Regions from separate parts of the Sus scrofa genome. Here regions 1 and 2 are each linked to region 3. Evidence: chromatin contacts called from public promoter capture Hi-C data. All regions are on one chromosome and are shown on one strand. The core of a region is the stretch at or near the end of the contact, and the rest is flanking DNA. Distances in the headings are between cores, read along the strand shown.

Region 1 (3,189 bases), core at 370-2,869, 570 kb after region 3:
CAGATTTTGAGGGTAGAGACAGTACTTTACTCCTCTTTATGAATAGTAACTGCCACTTTTTGCTGCTTGCTTTGGGCTAGGCATTGAATACTTCCACTTAGTTCATACTTATAGGACATAGGTACTTCTTAAAAATGCCAATTTCAAATATGAATAATTAAAGTCTCAGAGAATTAAGGAGTTTTGCCCAAGATTGAAGTAAGAGTTTTAAGTAAGGGACACCCCCCACACACACCCCTGCCTTTTCACCTATGCTGGCCTCATACCATCCTTCTTGTAATTCTGTAGCAACTTCATGCCCTATGTCCAAGCTAGCAGCCCTGCTAATAGTGAGTGATCCAAGCATTGCTTATCAGTTTTGCTTCTGCAACCTTGCTTGCTCAGTTTCTTAGGCAGGAACACTGTCTGCTAGGGGAAAGGGGAGGTCCCTGGCTGCTTACATGGAAAGAACAAGACGCTGTATTGTATAAAAGCTGCTGAGACCAAAGACCTGGTGCTCAGACTCTGGAGCCTGAGCTCCTCTGAGCCTGCACAGGGGCTGAATAAACCCTTCTTTTGTCTGCATCTCCAAGTGCCCTTTGTCTCCTTCCGCTGCCAGGGTTTCTGCAATAAGATCACATACTTGAAGCTAAACCTGGAATGAGAACCCAGGTGGGTACGAATTACAGAGTGCAGAGACTGAACTATGAAAATGATTCCCTTTTCAGTTTCCTTTAATCTTTCTAATTATGTCCAGAAAAAAATTGACTTAACAACTAAACACTCAGTATCTAACATCTAACGCCTGGCTGTTTAAGAAGAGTGCAGGCTCAGCGCCTTTACGTTTGTTTAATAGATAAAACCCGGTAACTTGTTTTGAGATTAGTTCCACTGTACCCTTCTATAGTAAATGAATTTCCATTGACTGTAGTGATATTAAATTCCTTTTTGAAGTTCCCACTGTGACCTAACAGGATTGGCAGCATCTCTGAAGCGCCAGGACACAGGTTTGTGGGTTAAAGGATCCAGCGTCGCTGCACCCGCAGTATAGGTCGCAATTGCAGCTCAGATCTGATCTCTGGCCCAGGAACTGCATGCCCAGGTGGCGAAAAAAAAAAAAAAAAAAAATTCCTAAACATGTTTAATTGCTTGCGTATGTGTAGAACAACTTGGAAGGGAAGAACAAAAAAACTGATGATATTTGTTGCCTCCAGGGACCTCTAGGCGGCTGGGGGAAGTGGGATGATAGCTAAATTTTCACTTTATTCTACTTTTCTGTGCAAAATTCGAATTTTGTGACCCAAAATGGAGACAAAAGAGAAAAATGATCAATGAGAAAATTATTAAACAGCGCAGATGTTGGGCAGGATATAACAAAAACCACGAAGGTCTTAAGAGAATGAATGGAGCTAAAGAACGCTGTGCCAAAAACGTATGGGTCGCACATGAATCCAACTTATACGGGAAACCGGGCATCCGGATAGCCAGTGATAGCCTCGGCCTCAGCAAGGTCTCGGCCCCTGCTTAGAGGATGCACCTGCGCATGCGCGCAGCCTCAAACCAGCCATCTTAGGGGGTGTAGCCCACCCTCTCCATCGAGCGCGCGCGAAAACAGCGCGCAGGCCCGGGGACGCGCACGCACGCCCCGCCCCCGCCCCGCCCGGCGAGGCCCGGGTAGTCCAGGCTGTCCGACGTAATGCCCCGGAAGGCTGGGAAGGCGGGGAACGCGGAAGAGGCCCGGGCCGGCGCGGAGGAGGCGGGCGCCGAGTCTGGCACGGAAGAGTCTGACTCCAAAGAGCTGGGCGCCAAGGAGATGGAGGCCGGGCGGTCCCGGCCTGTGCTGCGCTCGGTGAATTCGCGGGAGCCGTCCCAGGTCATCTTCTGCAACCGCAGCCCGCGCGTCGTGCTGCCCGTGTGGCTCAACTTCGACGGCGAGCCGCAGCCCTACCCGACGCTCCCCCCCGGCACGGGCCGCCGCATCCACAGTTACCGAGGTAGGTTGGCCGGGGTCGTCCTGTCGCGCCGGGCCGCGCCGCCGCTTTGTCCCCGTGGGCAGCGAGCGCCTGCCGTCGCCCGTGCTGAGCTGCGCCCAGTGCTCCAGGCCTGATAACAACGGCAACCAACGGTGGCACGTCTCACCGAGTCCCCTCCCGATCCGGGAAGGCAGATGCTATTGTCGTTAGTATTCCCATTTTACCCTTGAGTAACTGAGGCCCCAGAGAGGTTGACGCTGCCAGTACGTGACAGCCCATTGTTCTAAAACTGAATAATTTGCATTTGATGATGGCCACATGTGTATTCCATCCCTGACGCCCATTTGTTCTGTATGTGAAGGGGAGAATCTCATATCCTCTGATGTGCCCAGTGGGCCAGCTCCGCCTCAGATCCCTGCGTTCATGAAGTACATGGTCCAGTGCAGTAGACGAGACAAATGCATAAATAGATAAGAACTAGCCAGTGTCCTAAGTGTTGTGGTTGGAGCAGAGTTCGGCGGGGCACCAGCTCAGAGAAAGGGAGGGGTGTGCGCTTTCGGAGAAGAAAGAGAATTCTGCAGGGTTTGAATGGGATCTAACCAACCGGGTTAGGAGGTGAGAGTAATAGGCAGAGTGAACCTACCACCTGGGGTCTTGGGGAGAGGAGAGGGTATGGAATGGTGGGAGAGGAAGCCTGAAAGTTTACTTTATCCCTGAGAAATGGGGCCATTGAAAGTTTTAAGCAGGGAATGGCGTTGCCAGACATAACACTGAAAAGCTTACCAGGTGGCAAAGTGGTTTGGAGGGGAAAGACTACTGGTAAAGGTTAAGAAACTGTCCTAGTAACCCAGGTGGGGGATATCTAGGCTTTACTGCCCAAGGAGGCAGTCATCTTCCTTGGCTTTCAAGAAGAGAAGTTAATACTTGCTTAATTTTCACTACCTTCCTTGCAAGATTTTTTTTTTTTTTTTTTTTTTTGGTCTTTTTAGGGTCGCACCCGAGGCATATGGAGGTTCTCAGGCTGGGGGTCCAATTGGAGCTGTAGCCACCTGCCTGCACCACACCCACAGCAATTCGGGATCTGAGCTGCCTCTGCAACCTACACCACAGGTCCCGGCAACACTGGATTCTTAACCCACTGAGCGAGGCCAGGGATCGAACCTGCAACCTCGTGGTTCCCAGTCGGATTCATTAACCACTGCACCACAACCGGGAACTCCAGGTCTGATTTGTTTCT
Region 2 (3,089 bases), core at 320-2,819, 560 kb after region 3:
GAACTCCTTTATTTTCTCTTGAATCAGAGACAAAAGTTTTTATTGTGCAGTTGAGTTTTTTTTAATGAAAGTCTGCAAAGCAAAATTATATGATTAAAAATTGTTAGACAATGGTTCATCATGCTGTACAGTAGAAAAAATGACAGAACTCTGTAAACCAGCTATAATGGAAAAAATATCATTATATAAAATAAAGACAGTTCCCATCGTGGCGCAGTGGTTAACGAATCCGACTAGGAACCATGAGGTTGCGGCTTCGGTTCTTGGCCTCGCTCAGTGGGTTAACAATCCGGTGTTGCTGTGAGCTGTGGTGTAGGTTGCAGACGCCGCTCGGATCCCATGTTGCTGTGGCACTGGCGTAGGCTGGCAGCTACAGCTCGGATTCGACCGCTAGCCTCGTGAACCTCCATATGCCGTGGGAGCGACCCAAGAAATGGCAGAAAGACTAAATAAATAAAGACAAAATATTTTTTAAAATTGTTAAAAAAGAAAAAGAAAAAGGAATTCCCATCGTGGCACATTAGAAACGAATCCGACTAGGAACCATGAAGTTTCGGGTTAGATCCCTGGCCTTGCTCACCGGGTCAAGGATCCATTGTTGCCGTGAGCTGTGGTGTAGGTTTGCAGACGCTGCTTTGATCTGGCATTGCTGTGGCATAGGCTGGCAGCTACAGCTCTGATTAGACCCCCTAGTCTGGAAACCTCCATATGCCAGGGGTGCGGGCTCCCCCACCAAAAAAAAAGAAAAGAAAAAATTTTGTATTTTGTTTTCTTCTTCACTTTAGCATGTGTGTTCTGTTGCCATAATTGACATTTAAATGACCTCATAATATTGCTCTAAGTGACTATACTGATATTTAGCCATTCCCCAACAGTTGAGATTTGTTTTTTTAAATGAATGATGCCTTTAAGAACATTGTGCTCAAAGTGTTTTCTCTTTTCCAATGAGCTCTTCTTTTTTGTCTTTTTTGGGCCGCATCCCAAGGCATGTGGACTTCCCAGGCTAGGGGTCGAATCAAAGCTGTAAGCTGCCAGCCTGGACCACAGCCATCAGATCAAAGACTCTGCAGCTCTATCTAACCCACTGAGCTAGTGCCAGGGATGGAATCCACGTCATGGATACTAGTCATGTTCCTTACGGCTGAGCCACAACGGGAACTCCACCAATGACTTTATTAAATTTCCTTCTGAATAGATCTTGCCAGCTTACAGTATGACCAGCTATTTACTAATTTTCCCATTTCCCTTCAGCCAGCCTCTTCATCTCTAAGTATTATAGTTTAAAAAAATAACCTTTTGTTCATTTGATAAATGCAAGGTGGGCATCATGTGTTGTTAAAAGGCATTTTTGAAATGACTTGTGTTTTCTGTGGTTTAATTGGCATTGCCCAGCTTATTGTGGTCAGAGATCTCAGTTTGGAGCGCCTGAAGTTAGGGTTGATGCGGGCTCACGCGCCCCCTAACGACCAAAACTGCCAGTGACTGAGGGGGGACGGGGGGGGCTCTGAGTGCGTGCGCACTCCATTCTCCAAGCCGGTTTTGCGGCCACCGTTTTCCGGGGTGTGGGAGAAGAGCGAAGACGCTGGCGGGGACTTGACAATGCGCAGGCGCATCACGAAGCCTGTGGATTTGTGGCCAACCGAGCATGGGCGTGGGCTGGCTGCGTCGGCGCACTGGAGGCCTGGAGGGTCGAGGCGCGTGCGCAGTCGCGCTTCCTTCAGCTGCAGCCATGGCAGGCCAAGAGGATCCCGTGCAGCGGGAGATTCACCAGGATTGGGCGAACCGGGAGTACATTGAAGTCATCACCAGCAGCATCAAGAAAATCGCAGACTTTCTCAACTCGTTTGGTCAGCGGGCGAGCAGGGGGAGGCAGGGAGGAGGGGGGCCCGCCTAGGGAGGGCGCTGAGAAGCTTTGACGCGGGTTCTGGGAGCCGTGGGCTCCTGCTGGTGTTTGCTTCCGCCTTCAGGCCGCACTTTTCCCCTCTCGCTCTGACCCCCGGCCTCCACTGATCATTCCCTGTGGGGTTATCCTGCCCCACGCTGAGCTCATCGGCTTCATTGCCTTCCCCCCGCATCCAGTAACAAGTCCGTTCCTTTCCCGGACGTGTCAGACAGCCCCATCCATCGCCTGAATCTTTCCTTCTCTTCAGGCGTCTCCCTTCTTTTGTGCTTCGTTTCAGTCGTCACTTGGTGCTCAGAGAGCGCTGTCCAGAAGCCCTTTAGCGTCGAGCCTGTTAGTCGCCCCTCCTGTCGGTCCTTTCCTGTCTCGGCGTGTGCTGTGCAGAGTGGTAGATGAGAGCGGAGGAGGGCCCACATCGCGTCCGGCCAGGGACATCTCTGCATCGCTAGTATCTAGACCACAGTGGGTGTTGTCTGCTTCTAGCAAAATCTTTCCTTGGCATGACCTGTCCGTGACAGTCTTAAAGTTCCTTCCGCGTTGTTTCCTATCCTTGTGCTACACCCTGCAGCAGAGACTCCTGACTCTTGTTCTCCGAGTGTTACTTTGAAAGAACCGGGCACTGGGTAAACTTTTTATGTCATCACAAGGTGTGGGGATGACATCTAGTGATCTTTTTCCAGTTGTGCTTCTGGCCCACTAATTCAGCAACATTAAGCGATTAAGTAGGGGAAACTGATAAATTTAAAAAGACTTAAAAAGGAATTATTTTCTTGCTAAGAGAAGTCCAAAGGAGTGTATAAAGGTGACAGCAAGAGATTTGTCCAAAAGCATCAGCAAGACAAACTAGATCTGAGTACAAGGCTCTTTCTCAGTCTCTGTGGGGAAGACAGAATAAGAACCATTTCCTACAATTAAGTGATTTCTATTTTGAAGATGAAATAATGACATCAGAGCAAAGCAGAACATTGTTTCTGATTTAATATATTTACATATAGGAATTCCCCTTGTTGCTCGGCAGTAACAAACCTGACTAGTATCCATGAGGACCTGTGTTTGATTCTTGGCCACACTCAGTAATTTAAAGATCTGTGTTGCAGGAGCTGTAGTGTAGGGTGCAGAGGTGGCTGGGATTCTGCATTCCTCTGGCTGTGGTGTAGGCCAGCAGCTACAGCTCCGATTCAACCCCTAG
Region 3 (2,812 bases), core at 188-2,687:
CTTAGGTGTTGCCTGGACTCATTTCCCATCTCCACCCCACTATAATTATTTTGTGACACAAACTCAAGACTGTGGGAATATAGAGAAATTGGGCTCGTCCTCGTACACCTGCTCAATCCCCTGCAGGACAACGCCCAAGAATCAGGTTAAGCCAGGGCAAAAGAATCCCGCCCATAATCGAGAAGGAGCAAACTGACATGGAGGCGATGACGAGATCGCGGGGGAGGGAGGGATTTTTCTAGGCCCAGGGCGGTCCTTAGGAAAAGGAGGCAGCAGAGAACTCCCATAAAGGTATTGCGGCACTCCCCTCCCCCTGCGGAGAAGGGTGCGGCCTTCTCTCCGCCTCCTCCACTGCAGCTCCCTCAGGATTGCAGCTCGCGCGGGTTTTTGGAGAACATGCGCCTCCCACCCACAAGCCAGCAGGACCGACCCCCCACTCCTTCCTCCACCCCCCACCCCCACGGGTCCGAGAGCAGGTAGAGAGCTAGTCTCGTCCTTCAGGCGGCGGACGCCCAGGGCGGAGCCGCAGTCACCACCACCCAGAAGCCTCGGCCCGGCAGCCCGCCCCCGCCTCCTGCGCGCGCTTCCTGCCACGTTGCGCAGGGGCGAGGGGCCAGACACTGCGGCGCTGGCCTCGGGGAGGGCCGTACCAAAGACCGCCTCCCTGCCGACTCGCGTAGTGGTTTCGCTCATTTGGGACCCAAGCCAATAACAAGGGGCCGTTCCCAGGACTTCAGCAGCCAATCAGATACCAAAGCCGAGCAGGCGGCGGGTAAACCGACTCCCCCGGAGGGGAGGGTGGCAGGACGCCCGCGCGGGAGCCACTTTCACTGACCCTCCCCTCCCCCCGCAGGAGGCCGACAGCGCCCGCCTGTGCAGCTCTCTCCACCCCACCTACCTACCCACCCAGGGGGCAATGCGAGAGTTCCTGGGAGGCTGCGCACTCCCGAGGCTGTAACTGACAGGAGCTTTACTCCAACCAAAACACGCCATTTGTGTTTTCACACACGGCGGGAGGAGAAGCGGCCAATCAGTGACAAGAGAAGAGCAGGAAGCGCTCCTCCCTCTGCGGGAGCAATGGCTCCGTCCGTATTCCAGGCTTTTCCGCTCCCTTCTCCCTCCCCCTCCGGTTGCCGCAGGGCGGGCCGCACTCCCGCCTGCCTCTCACCACCTCTTCCCCTTCCAGCGTAACAAACGATATGCTCCCGACTTCCCGCTAGGGAAGGCGACCCCCGCTACCGGTCAGACCACCTCAAGCACCCATCCCCCGCCAAACCGCCGGCCCTCCCCCAAACCAGAGTCCCGCTCCCCTACCTAGCCGAGGCTCTCTGAGGAGCCGGAGCCCCAGAGCACAGCCTCTTCTCTAGGCGGCCCCGGCGGCTTCCGCTGATTGGCGGGGAGCTGGCCAATGGGTGCGAGACGGTGGGCGGAGGGGCCAATGGCGCGGCGGGAGGGGGCGTGTCCCGGGTGCCCCTGGCGCCGGCGCTGGGAATCCCCGTGCGGTCAGTGGCGTTTCCGCTCGGGCAGCGGGCTGAGTGAGCTGCTGCCGCCGCCGCCGCCGCCGCCGCCGCCGCCGGGGGAGGGGCGGCCGCCGCCCGCCTGCGCTCAGAGACTCACGCAGCCCCAGTCCCGCCAGTCCGCCAACACAGTAGTGCCGGCCCCCCCCTCCTTCCCTGGCCCTCCCCCTCACCGCCTTTGGCTCGCTCCGCCTTTTTGCCCCCCACCCCCACCTCACGGGCACGGGCCATTCCCGGCCAGGAAACGCCGTGGCGCCGCGCTGGGCCTAACTCGAGTCCTGCTGCCTACCGGGAGTGCCGTGCGCCGCAGCCCGGGCCCAGGCCTGGGACAAGGTAAGGGTGCGACAGAAAAGAGAGACCTCCCCTCACCACCGGGCCCCGGGGGAGGGAAGGGTCACCTCCTCCGTCTCCTCGCGCTTGCTCTCGGGACGTGGGCCTGGCCCTCCCCCGGCTCTCAGCAGGAGGATGCTGCCCCTTCCCATCCCCCCTCGCCCCCCCACACCACTGTACCCCTCTTTCCCAGGCGGAGAGGCCCCCTCCTTAATCTAGTCGACCCCACTACCCTTTTCATGTCTTTCCTGGGTCAGGACGTTTCCCCTCCCCCCACGCCTCTTCACCCCTTTTCCTGTGAACTGCCTACTCCACGTTTACCTTTTACTTGAGAATAGGCCTCTCGCCGCCCTCCTCAAAATACACAGCACACTTTTTTTTCCCCTCCCCAAACCCCACCCCCACCCCCGTTCGCGCGGCCTTGTGACAACTCTGGTCGCTCTGGGGCCCTCGATCTCCCCCCTCCAAGAATGTTCCTGGACGCTTTTCCTCTCGTCCTAGGGTCCCTATTGCAGATGATTGCTTCCTTTCCCACACTAAAGACGTTGGGCTTCGCCACCCCCACCTCACATTCTTGGGCTCTCAGTGGCGTATGCCCCAGTATCTCTGAAATGGCCCCACTGAATTTGTAGGGTTCTAGCTTGGAGTTGAGCCAGATTGTGTCGTTTTCCCTGTCTTGGGCGTGGAGAGAGATCATTTGAGAATATCTTTAAAGGCAGAAAAATGTAGCCTCTATTAATTGCCTTTCCCTCTGCGTGGAAGCCAGGGATGCGAAGTGAATGGTGGTGAGAAAAAGCCCTGGTTTTTAAGTAGGTGAATCGCGTGACAGGGAAAGTTTAACTGTTGGGAAAGCCCCTTCTATGCTAATTTATTCTATAGAGCTCTTTGCTTGTCTCACTTCTTGGGAATAACTGGTCTTTCCCTTGGATATTGATGCTGCAGCCAGCTCTGCTGGTCTGGGTCAG

Evidence for each region. Promoter capture Hi-C pulls out the DNA fragments that hold promoters and counts their contacts.
Region 1: a promoter capture Hi-C map of fetal liver shows a contact between it and region 3, with 4 times the contacts expected there. The contact joins the promoter of VHL here to the promoter of SRGAP3 in region 3. A contact is called at or near these places in 1 of 5 promoter capture datasets (fetal liver) and 2 of 2 datasets of contacts at active chromatin or transcription factors (alveolar macrophages and skeletal muscle).
Region 2: a promoter capture Hi-C map of fetal liver shows a contact between it and region 3, with 3 times the contacts expected there. The contact joins the promoter of BRK1 here to the promoter of SRGAP3 in region 3. A contact is called at or near these places in 3 of 5 promoter capture datasets (fetal liver, fetal skeletal muscle and liver), 4 of 47 Hi-C or Micro-C datasets (heart right ventricle, liver and skeletal muscle) and 2 of 2 datasets of contacts at active chromatin or transcription factors (alveolar macrophages and skeletal muscle).

Annotation. Positions count from the first base shown.
Region 1 is chr13:66,332,916-66,336,104 of Sscrofa11.1, forward strand. VHL (von Hippel-Lindau disease tumor suppressor) reads left to right here and starts at 1,620. Exons shown (of 3, transcript XM_003483214.4): 1 at 1,620-1,973. The coding sequence starts at 1,676.
Region 2 is chr13:66,313,869-66,316,957 of Sscrofa11.1, forward strand. It overlaps BRK1 (protein BRICK1), which reads left to right and starts at 1,570. Exons shown (of 3, transcript XM_003132361.5): 1 at 1,570-1,847. The coding sequence starts at 1,646.
Region 3 is chr13:65,758,455-65,761,266 of Sscrofa11.1, forward strand. SRGAP3 (SLIT-ROBO Rho GTPase-activating protein 3) reads right to left here and starts at 1,438. Exons shown (of 25, transcript XM_021071097.1): 1 at 1,315-1,438. SETD5 (SET domain-containing protein 5) reads left to right here and starts at 1,519. Exons shown (of 25, transcript XM_013981946.2): 1 at 1,519-1,850.